3 separate regions of the Sus scrofa genome follow, and regions 1 and 3 are each linked to region 2. A link is a contact called in public HiChIP or PLAC-seq data. All regions are on one chromosome and are shown on one strand. Each heading gives the region's core, a stretch centred on a gene start, on an enhancer-like site or on the middle of the called end of the contact. The rest is flanking DNA. Distances are from core to core; before and after follow the strand shown.

The links. HiChIP or PLAC-seq counts read pairs in DNA pulled down with a chosen protein or histone mark.
Region 1: an H3K27ac HiChIP or PLAC-seq map of skeletal muscle shows a contact between it and region 2. The contact joins the enhancer-like site here to the promoter of ISCU in region 2. A contact is called at or near these places in 4 of 47 Hi-C or Micro-C datasets (embryonic fibroblasts, fetal heart ventricle, liver and 1 more) and 2 of 2 datasets of contacts at active chromatin or transcription factors (alveolar macrophages and skeletal muscle).
Region 3: an H3K27ac HiChIP or PLAC-seq map of alveolar macrophages shows a contact between it and region 2. The contact joins the promoter of LOC110256864 here to the promoter of ISCU in region 2. A contact is called at or near these places in 1 of 5 promoter capture datasets (liver) and 2 of 2 datasets of contacts at active chromatin or transcription factors (alveolar macrophages and skeletal muscle).

The regions. Positions count from the first base shown.
Region 1 is chr14:42,033,414-42,036,267 of Sscrofa11.1, forward strand. No RefSeq gene overlaps it. Among named protein-coding and RNA genes, the nearest start is that of CORO1C, 28 kb to the right of the region's middle. Within about 2 kb of position 1,503, at least 27 of the 83 cell types and tissues checked have an H3K27ac peak or open chromatin away from gene starts, as enhancers often do. A contact at or near this core is called in alveolar macrophages, mesenteric adipose tissue and skeletal muscle, where this site is marked.
Region 2 is chr14:42,221,293-42,224,331 of Sscrofa11.1, forward strand. ISCU (iron-sulfur cluster assembly enzyme ISCU, mitochondrial) reads right to left here and starts at 1,278. Exons shown (of 6, transcript XM_003359136.3): 1 at 1,224-1,278; 2 at 1,151-1,221. The coding sequence starts at 1,263. It overlaps SART3 (squamous cell carcinoma antigen recognized by T-cells 3), which reads left to right and starts at 2,460. Exons shown (of 19, transcript XM_005670755.3): 1 at 2,460-3,004. The coding sequence starts at 2,690.
Region 3 is chr14:41,991,095-41,994,054 of Sscrofa11.1, forward strand. It overlaps LOC110256864, which reads right to left and starts at 1,286. Exons shown (of 2, transcript XM_021074058.1): 1 at 190-1,286. The coding sequence starts at 613. All of the region lies in intron 2 of SSH1 (protein phosphatase Slingshot homolog 1), which reads left to right.

The sequences.
Region 1 (2,854 bases), core at 253-2,752, 190 kb before region 2:
AGTGCTCGATAAATATTGGAGGAGAGTCAATGAATGAAACATGCTGTGAAAACAGGTCCCAAGTTTCAGAAAGCTCGGAAAGCTTGGGGACACCCATGACTGCCTAAACCATGCTCTTCCAGGACAGGGAAGTGAATCAGTCCTACTGGGGCCCCAACACACCAGGTTTGGCACCCTGGACTGAGCTCCAGATCAGCACCAGGCATGTGCTATCTATGAATCAAGGAATCCTGAGTCCAGAAAAATCTGAAAGTTCATCTAGACTAGACCCCTTTATAACATCCATCCATTCCCGCATCTTCCCCATGCATGAAGCCCCTGCCCTGTGCCAGACGCTGGGGTCAAAAAGGGCCCCATCTGTTTCATCCCCCAGGGGTCCTGATGGAAAGGCTGTCTGTAAAAGACTGGAAATACACCACTTGCCAACAGCAATGAGGTTGCAGGGGTAGGATTCGAGGTTGATGTTTTTTCTTTCTTTTATCTCTTCCAAACTCTCTGCAACAGGATTATGTTACATTCATGCTTTAAAAGGGAAATGTCAAGATTTAATAAAAGGACCCTTTGGCATTGAGCTAAAATTTGCCCTCCAAGCTCCCAGGCTCCTGGTTCTAGGGAATGCAGCACAGCATTTGCTGGGCAGCAGGGTCTTTTCTCCCCACTCATGGGGTGGCCTGGGGCCCCTGGACAGAGATCACTGTGGCTCGGGGGTACCAGGCAGGGGCTCTCTCTCCTGGCCCATGAGCTTCTCCAGGCCACCAGTGCCCACCCTCTGAGCACCTGCCCTTACAAGGGCCCTGAGATTGGTCTGCTGCTCCACTGTTACCATCTTTCATTCTTTAATGAGGGCCAGGCCTTTTCATTTCCTATGGCCCCCTGCAAATTATGTATCCAGTCTTGGCCATGTCACCATGCTGATCAAGGGCTTTGGACCAAGACTGTTAGCCACTCCGTGACCCAGAGCACTGACTTAACCTCTCTGTGGCCCCTTTGCCTCATTGGAAAAACAGGGATGACCTCGTAATGCTGTTATAAAGATTAGCACTGTGTCATCAGCACACAGTGAAGACCTCTGAATAAGATATCTGCTGCACGAAGCACTCAGCACAGGCTCTGGCACAAAGCATTCCCTTCGTGAGCAGTCCCTAGAATCGTGGGAAAGACAATGACTGGTTGCCCACAGCCCAGCCCTGTTGAGGGGCGGCTCTCTTCCCACGCTGCCTCCTTAGCATCCTCTAAAGGGCAGAGGGAAGCAGACGCCAGCTCACTGGAGGAGGGATGCAGCTGCTATGTGCCCATGTGGCCTCCTCCTCCTCCCCTGCCACTGACCCTGCAGAGGATGTCAGTGCTGCCTGCCGCTCTCCTGATACAAACACCATTTGTCCCTGACCTGGACCCAAGGGGTTCTTTGCAACAGGCCTTTAGGGAGGGGGAACAGTGTGGGCGGCCTGTGAGCGTGGGCTTGTCCCTGCTGCAATCCAGAGGTACATCCTGTTCTGGTGTTGCCATGGCACAGCCAAACATCTGCCACAACAGAGGGCTGGGGCTGGCGGCTGGCAGCAGGGCTGGGGCGGGGTGAGGGCCCGGACATCCCCCACCCCCTCCCCATGCATACACATGCATGCACGAACTCACATCCACATGCAGGCACGCACACACGCACACGTGCAAGTCGGCCTTCCAGAACAGGCAGATTTCCCCTGAAGGAGAGCTGGAACTTGTTGATTTGCTTCCTGAAGGTCCTGGAGAACAGTCCTGGCGGGACGGGGCTGTCCTGAATTCTCACCCTGGCCCAGCTCACAGCCTGGCTTCTGGAGCTGCCTGAGTCCCTGGCCTGCTCTGAAATGGAATTCGCTTTCCTGGTGGTTACTGTTGTTTTTCCTGATTGGAAAGTAAAACACAGTCATTGTAACACCATCACATGATGTAGAGGAGTGACAATAGCTGACCTCGTGGTGTCAGAGCCCGCTGCTGGCCTCGACCCTCTCTTTAAAAATACATGGGCAGAAAGTGCATGGGGCAGCATCTGCCCCACGGTATGCGATGTCCACAGGTCTGTGAAATAAAACAGTTGTTAAAATGCTCAGATTCCATCTGTCTGTGCGGGTATTAGAAACACACCAGGCTGGACGTTTCCCTGTGGCACAGTGGGTTAAGGCTGCAGCGTTGTCACTGCAGCGGCCCAGGTTGCTGCTCTGGCATGGGTTCCATCCCTGGTCTGGGAACTTCCACATGTCATGGATATGACCGAATTTTTTTTTAAATAACAAAATAAATTAAAATTTAAAAAGAAAAAAGAAACACATGGGACCGAGAGGTGACATCACCTACCTAAAGTCCTGTAATGAGTGCCAGGCAGGATCTGAACCCAGGATACACCAACAGCAGAGCCCCAAGTCTGAATCTTCCACCTGCCCAAACCCCATCCTTTGCTGTTTCTCTTAGTTCCTAAACACCTTGCAAGGTCCCTTCCTCCCCTCTGATCACACGCCTCCAGCCCTGACCTCATTCCTGTTGGAGGCACCACGGGGCCACTGAGGTCACAGACCTGACCCTAGACTCCTGCACCCACTCCTTATCTGAGGCCTTTGGGGATTCTCCCCACTGATTTGCCTGTGTCACCAGGCTCCCAGGGGCTAGGCACTCTCTGCCTGTCCCCTCCCAGGGCTGAGACCTCCGTGGTGTCACACCCTCCAGCCCACTTTCTCTGCCCTGAGATGGAGGCTTGGTGGGAACCATGATGTTAGTAATCACAGGGGGCATTTCTTTCTTTCTTTTTTCTTTTTTTGTCTTTTTTGGGGCCACACTGAAGGCATATGGAAGTTCCCAGGCTAGGGGTCAAATCAGAGCTGCAGCT
Region 2 (3,039 bases), core at 28-2,527:
CACTGTATTTCAGGGCCCTGAACCCTCTGGTGCACAGTGCGCCCTGGTGGCTGCAAGGCTGAGAGCACCAATTCGTTCTGCGTGGACTGTCAACAACACACCCTCCTGAGCTGGGGAAGACAAGAACATGGGCAAATGCGTTGCAGCCAGAAGAGAAAAACAAAAAACAAACCCAAAACAAAGCAAAAAAGCTCAAACTGGCACATGGAAGGTTTTAAAAACTTTGAGGTCTGTTTACTAGTTAGCCGTAAGTATCCCAATCTTCCAGTCCCCTCCGCCCACTTATCTGTCCACGGATTTTGAGTCCAAGCCCTAGGACCTACAAGACAAAGTCCAGTCTAGACTTTCTGCCCCGTGTTGATCTGCTGCATTCTGTAGTTAACCGGTTCTAGAGTGAAAGAGTTTTACGTTTACGGACCTCACGCCCCTGGAATGTAAAGTCTTCAAACTACGCACCTATCTCTACTCACAGCTCCCCACCACCCCAAACAAAACTAAACAAAAATGAAAGCATTATGACTTGGTTACATGTCCATCCCCATTCGGAGGCTCTGAGCTCCTACAACAATAATAGCAGCAGCACCCTAAGTGGCCTCCCTGTGCCAGGCACCAAGCAGAGGAGGACCCCGCAGGCACGGTCTCGTGTAGGGGGACTGCTAAGAGCCCCCCCATATGATAAGTGGTAAAACAGGTTCAGCTCAGAGCAGTAACTTGCCCAAGGTCACCTGGCTAGAGCAGTGGCCTTAGGTGAGGCCGGAGCCCGCGCCATTCTGTGTGTGTCTGTCCCTGGAGTTCGGCTGTCAGGTCACAGCAGAACCCTGCTTGCTGGGCGGTTGGGAATTTTAAAGGCTTGGGTGCAAGAGATTAAAGACAGCGGCCGGGCCCACGGGCAGTCGCCGCTGGACGAGCCGAAACTGTCATTCTTATTTCAGGCGCCGTTAGTGCACTTGCGCATCGAGAGAAAGTTGGTCGAGGCGGACTCGTGCGAGGGGCGCCCCGTTTCCTGGGCCGCAGTGGCGTTCCCCGGGCCGCGCAAAGCCGGCCGGCCAGTCGTCCCTAGGCCAGGCCTTTGGTAGTACGCCTAAGTCCTCTCGGCGGTCCTAGTTCCCCGGCTGGTGCAGGCCCCGCGCACGCCCTCGCCCGCCCCTACCTTCTTGTGATAGAGCCGAGCCGGAGCTGACAGCTCCCGAGCAGGCAGGCGCGGGACCGGGAGCAGCAGGACGAAGCCGCCCGCCTTAGACGGCCGGCGCCAGCCGCCGCCATCTTGCGGACTTGCGCCTGCGCAGGCCGAACGCGAGACCGAGGGGAGGGGCTCGTGCACGAGTTGGCACCCGGCTTGGAGCGCGCCCCTCTAAAGTCCCGGCGACTTTGCGCCTGCGCCCTCCCGCTCGGTGCTTGAGTCCGCGCCTTGGCCCCGCCTTGACCACGCCCCTCCGAGTCCGGCGAGGCGTGGAGCCCAAAGGTCTGAATTCGCAGGACGGTTTTTCCTCCGTGCTGGGTTATGGGTCTGAGGGGCTTCAGGCTGGAGTTCCGGACGCAAATTTATGTTCACAAAGTCCACTGCCGGAATGCGGCACAGAGGATCAACCATTCCACCTTTCTTAGCCCTGTTTTGCTGCTTAGAATGTTGAGGGTCAGAGAGGTTTAGGAACTTGTCTGAGGTTGCCCTGAGAGTTAGACTCAGTTGGGATGCAAACTTGGACAATCCTCAACTAGAATCCCAGCTCTGCTCCTTACTGGCTGTGTGATCCTAGACGAATGACATCGTCCTTCTAAACCTTGATCTCTTGTGTACTAATTCAAGGACAACTATTTCACCCGTTGAGCAAGTATGTTTTGAATGTCCACTTTGTGTCGGGGTGTTTTGGGGATCCCAAACAAAAACAGACATAATTTCTGACATAATTAAGCTTGCTAACGAGAGAGAAAGGCAATAGACACAGCAAGACTTTCCTACCTCAAAAAATAGGAAGCTTAATTAAACGAATACTTTGTCCAAACTTAATAAAAATTTACGTTTATGTCTATTCCTTTATTAAAAAGCAAACACAATTTATATGACAAGGCCTGGCAATGAAGAGATTCTAAATAGATGCTTAATAATATGATTTATTAATGTTGGGTTACAGAACAGGAGCTTATAAAATGAAAACTCACGTGTGTGTCTAACTACTAGGCACCAGGCATTACATAAAGGGGAAATGAGTTTTTCTCATGAGTCGTGCAATTGATCCTTCCCTGAGGACTTGGACTTTTCTCTGCATGTGAGGCTCGGTTGCTGGGGAGACTGAACTACGCGCCAAGTCAGACCAGGCAGTAAGAGCCGTTTATGCCAAGAATCATTTTGACCTTCTCAAGATGGCGCCAAACACTGAACGTCGATCATCACGCTCTGTCCATGACTTCCTCTATGGCGTCCACTTCCTGTCTAAGGACCTAATTTCTGTCCCGAGTTGTGGCGGAACACATGCCCTGTTAGCGAGTTTTTTACCCTTAAGGAGAATTACTAAAAGCATATAAAGTGACATAGATTTGTTGTATTTCTAGATTTTTCCCTCATCTGAGGCTCACAGTTTCTCTTTAGGTGGCAAGAGAGGGGGATTTTGATCAGGCGCGCTCCGCGGGCAGCTCCTATTTCAGAGGGTCTTTGGCGGCTGAGTGAGGACCCAGGAGGCACTGGAAGCGCAAGATGGCGACGGCGGCCGCAGCATCGGCTTCGGAAGCGGAGGCAGAGCCAAAGGCCGGGCCCAAGGCCGAGGGAGAAGAAGATGAGGCTAAGGCGGCCAGGACGAGGAGGAAGGTGTTATCGCGGGCTGTGGCTGCTGCGACGTACAAGACCATCGGGCCAGAGTGGGACCAGCAGGAGGAAGGCGTGAGTGAGAGCGATGGAGATGAGGAGTACGCCATGGCTTCCTCAGCCGAGAGCTCCCCCGGGGAGTACGAGTGGGAGTACGACGAAGAGGAGGAGAAGAACCAGCTGGAGATCGAGCGACTGGAGGAGCAGGTGGGCCGCGGGGTGGGCGGCGGGCTTCTTTCCTT
Region 3 (2,960 bases), core at 36-2,535, 230 kb before region 2:
GGATGGATGCTTAGTGGGTTGTTTCCTTGTCCTGAGAACCTAGTAAATATGAGTGCCATCCCCACAGCAGAGTTTGTGAAGGACTTCCTTCCCCAATGGGTGCTTGAGACCGATGAGTTGGGTGCTGCGCCTCTCGGTATGGGAGGCCTGGACAGCCCCACAGAGCCCTGGCAGCAGGAGAGTACTCACACCAGTCATCCAGAGGGCATGGGAGGCTCTGGGCCCGGAGCAGCTCAGAACAGAAGCCGAGAAACAGGGTCCTAAAGAAGATCCACATCTTGTTTTCATAAATCCTGTGACTGCCGTGACCTCTCAGCCCCAAGTCATCCTGTGCGGTCATCCTCGTGCTGGGCGCGCTCACCGCCTCCCAGACTCGGCCATCTCGCAGGCTGGCCTTAATGTGTTCCTGGAGCTTGCCCTCAGCTTCAGACCTCGCTCCTGACGGTAAATGCCTGTGACTGTCTTCAGAGAGACAGAGGCAGAGTGTTCCAGGCCCCCAGCCACATAGCCCCCTGACTTCATAGGTCGCTGGGAGGCTCTGCGACTGTGTCAGCCTCAGGAACACTGGGGAACAGCTGGCCTTGTAAGTGATCACGGGATCAAACCAGCCCATTCTTTTGCTTTGTTGCCTCCCCCCGAAAGGAAATGTAAGGGAAACCGAGGGGAATTTTCGCCCATGATTTCCAAGGCTAAGGTCACTGTCAGTGGCTGGCTGTTTCCAGAGGGCTCTGGTTTCTGGTCAATATAGATTCCCCCGCCTCCTTTTTTTTTAAACTCATGAACAAAAAAAGGTTGGGATGCCTTGCAAAGATTTTTTTTCCCCCAGCTGCTTCGATGAACTGATTGTTGTTTGAAGTTTCCTGCATTTTGGAGTCTCTTGGGCAGCTCTCTCAAATTACGATGAGACTAAGCAGTAAGCGATCCGTGTCTACCTAAAACAGCCTAGTTCTGAAAACAAACTCAGTTGCAAGACTTTAAGAAAGGAGAGGGTGACACGTTTCAGGGATGGAAAAGTGTGCAGTTGGTGAAAACTAGACAACCTGTATTTTTCTCTTGGCTGATGGATGCTCTAGAGCTCTGTGCCTCCCATGGGTGAGTGAGACTCAAAGAAAGGGTGTGTCTCATTTCTTTGGTTATGTATAATCTTGAGCTCCTCAGCACTTGAAACTTGCAGCACAAAGGCGAGACTTCTAGAGTGGAAAGGATAACCTGGCAGTACAGGTAGCAATGGACGACAAAGCTCGGTCCAGAGCACAAGTGCTGCTGTGAGGAAATAGATAGGACTGGTTGTCAGTAATTCAAAGGCCTGAATAGGAGAGGCTGAACCAAAACCTTAGTATTTGCTCTTTGAGCAGTCGTGATTTTTAGAGTGAGGATCCAACCAGAAAAATGAACAGATTTTTATTTTGGACATACTAGCATGGAAGATAACCGTTGTTCTGATTCCAGGAGCTGCTGACTTAAATGCCGGACCATGCAGTGAGTTTTCTTAGCTCCGGAGTTATGTATTAGACTTAGCTGAGTTGTTTATTCCAAGATGAGAATGTTTATTAACATTAGCTCTCTGGGACAGTGGTGATCTTGCTGTTTTATATTACAGAAAATGTCCTTGTATTTTCATCAGGACTTGATTTGCTTTCTTAAAAAAGAAAAGGTGGCACATCATTGTAAATGAACTATAATTTTTTAAAAGTGCTTCCGTTTCTTAGAGATTTTTCTTTCAAATCAAATATGTTAATTGGTTGCTCAAGAGAGAATGAATGATTTGGATAGTTCTCTATAATTTGAGCTGTAATCTTCATAAAATTAATAAAAGTGAAATGTTTTTTGCATTATGAAGAGTATTACGTGTTTTATAGTACTTTGAAAATTCAAAAATACAGAAAAAGCTGGAGTTCCCGTCGTGGCTCAGTGGTTAACGAATCCGACTAGGAACCATGAGATTTCAGGTTTGATCCCTGGCCTTGCTCAATGGGTTAAGAATCCGGCATTGCCATGAGCTGTGGTGTGGGTTGCAGACGCGGCTCGGATCCTGAGTTGCTGTGGCTGTGGTACAGGCTGGCAGCTACAGCTCCGATTAGACCCCTAGCCTGGGAACCTCCATATGCCACAGGAGTGGCCCCATAAAAGGCAAAAAACAAACAAACAAAAAACAGAAAAAGCTTTCGACAAAATTAGGGAACCTATGTCAACATCACAAAGGCCATATATGACAAACCCACAGCTAACATTGTCCTCAGTGGTGAAAATTCAAAAATCGTTTACAAAAGTTAATGTTTGCTCAATATGGCAAATTTGGAGGATACAAGATGTAGAAAGAAAATCATAGGTGGTACACCCCTCCACCCCCTGCAAAAACACCGCTAATAATTTTGGTGTCTCTTATATGTAGTTTTCAGAGTTGATGGTGTTTGTAAATAATTGGCAGTAATTAATAACTAATACAGTCAGTCAAGTTTATAGTCTTAATTTCTGCTGAAGATTTTTTTATGACCAAATTGTGAAAGTGAAACTTTTATTGTAATTTTTTAAATTATAGGCTGAATGTAAATGTTATTGCTTCTTAAGATAACAAAGACAAAAGATTCATTGGTTCGGAGTTCCCGTCGTGGCGCAGTGGTTAACGAATCCAAGTAGGAACCATGAGGTTGCGGGTTCGATCCCTGCCCTTGCTCTGTGGGTTAACGATCCGGCGTTGCCTTGAGCTGTGGTGTAGGTCGCAGACGCGGCTCGGATCCTGCGTTGCTGTGGCTCTGGCGTAGGCTGGTGGCTGCAGCTCCGATTCGACCCCTAGCCTGGGAACGTCCACATGCCGCGGGAGCGGCCCAAAGAAATAGCAAAAAGACAAAAAAAAAAAAAAAAAAAAAAAAAAAGGTTCATTGGTTCAATGTGAGGTTTTCTCTAGGAATAGTGGATGCAGCAACCTTGACTAAGTTAAATTGATCAGTGGCCACCCATTT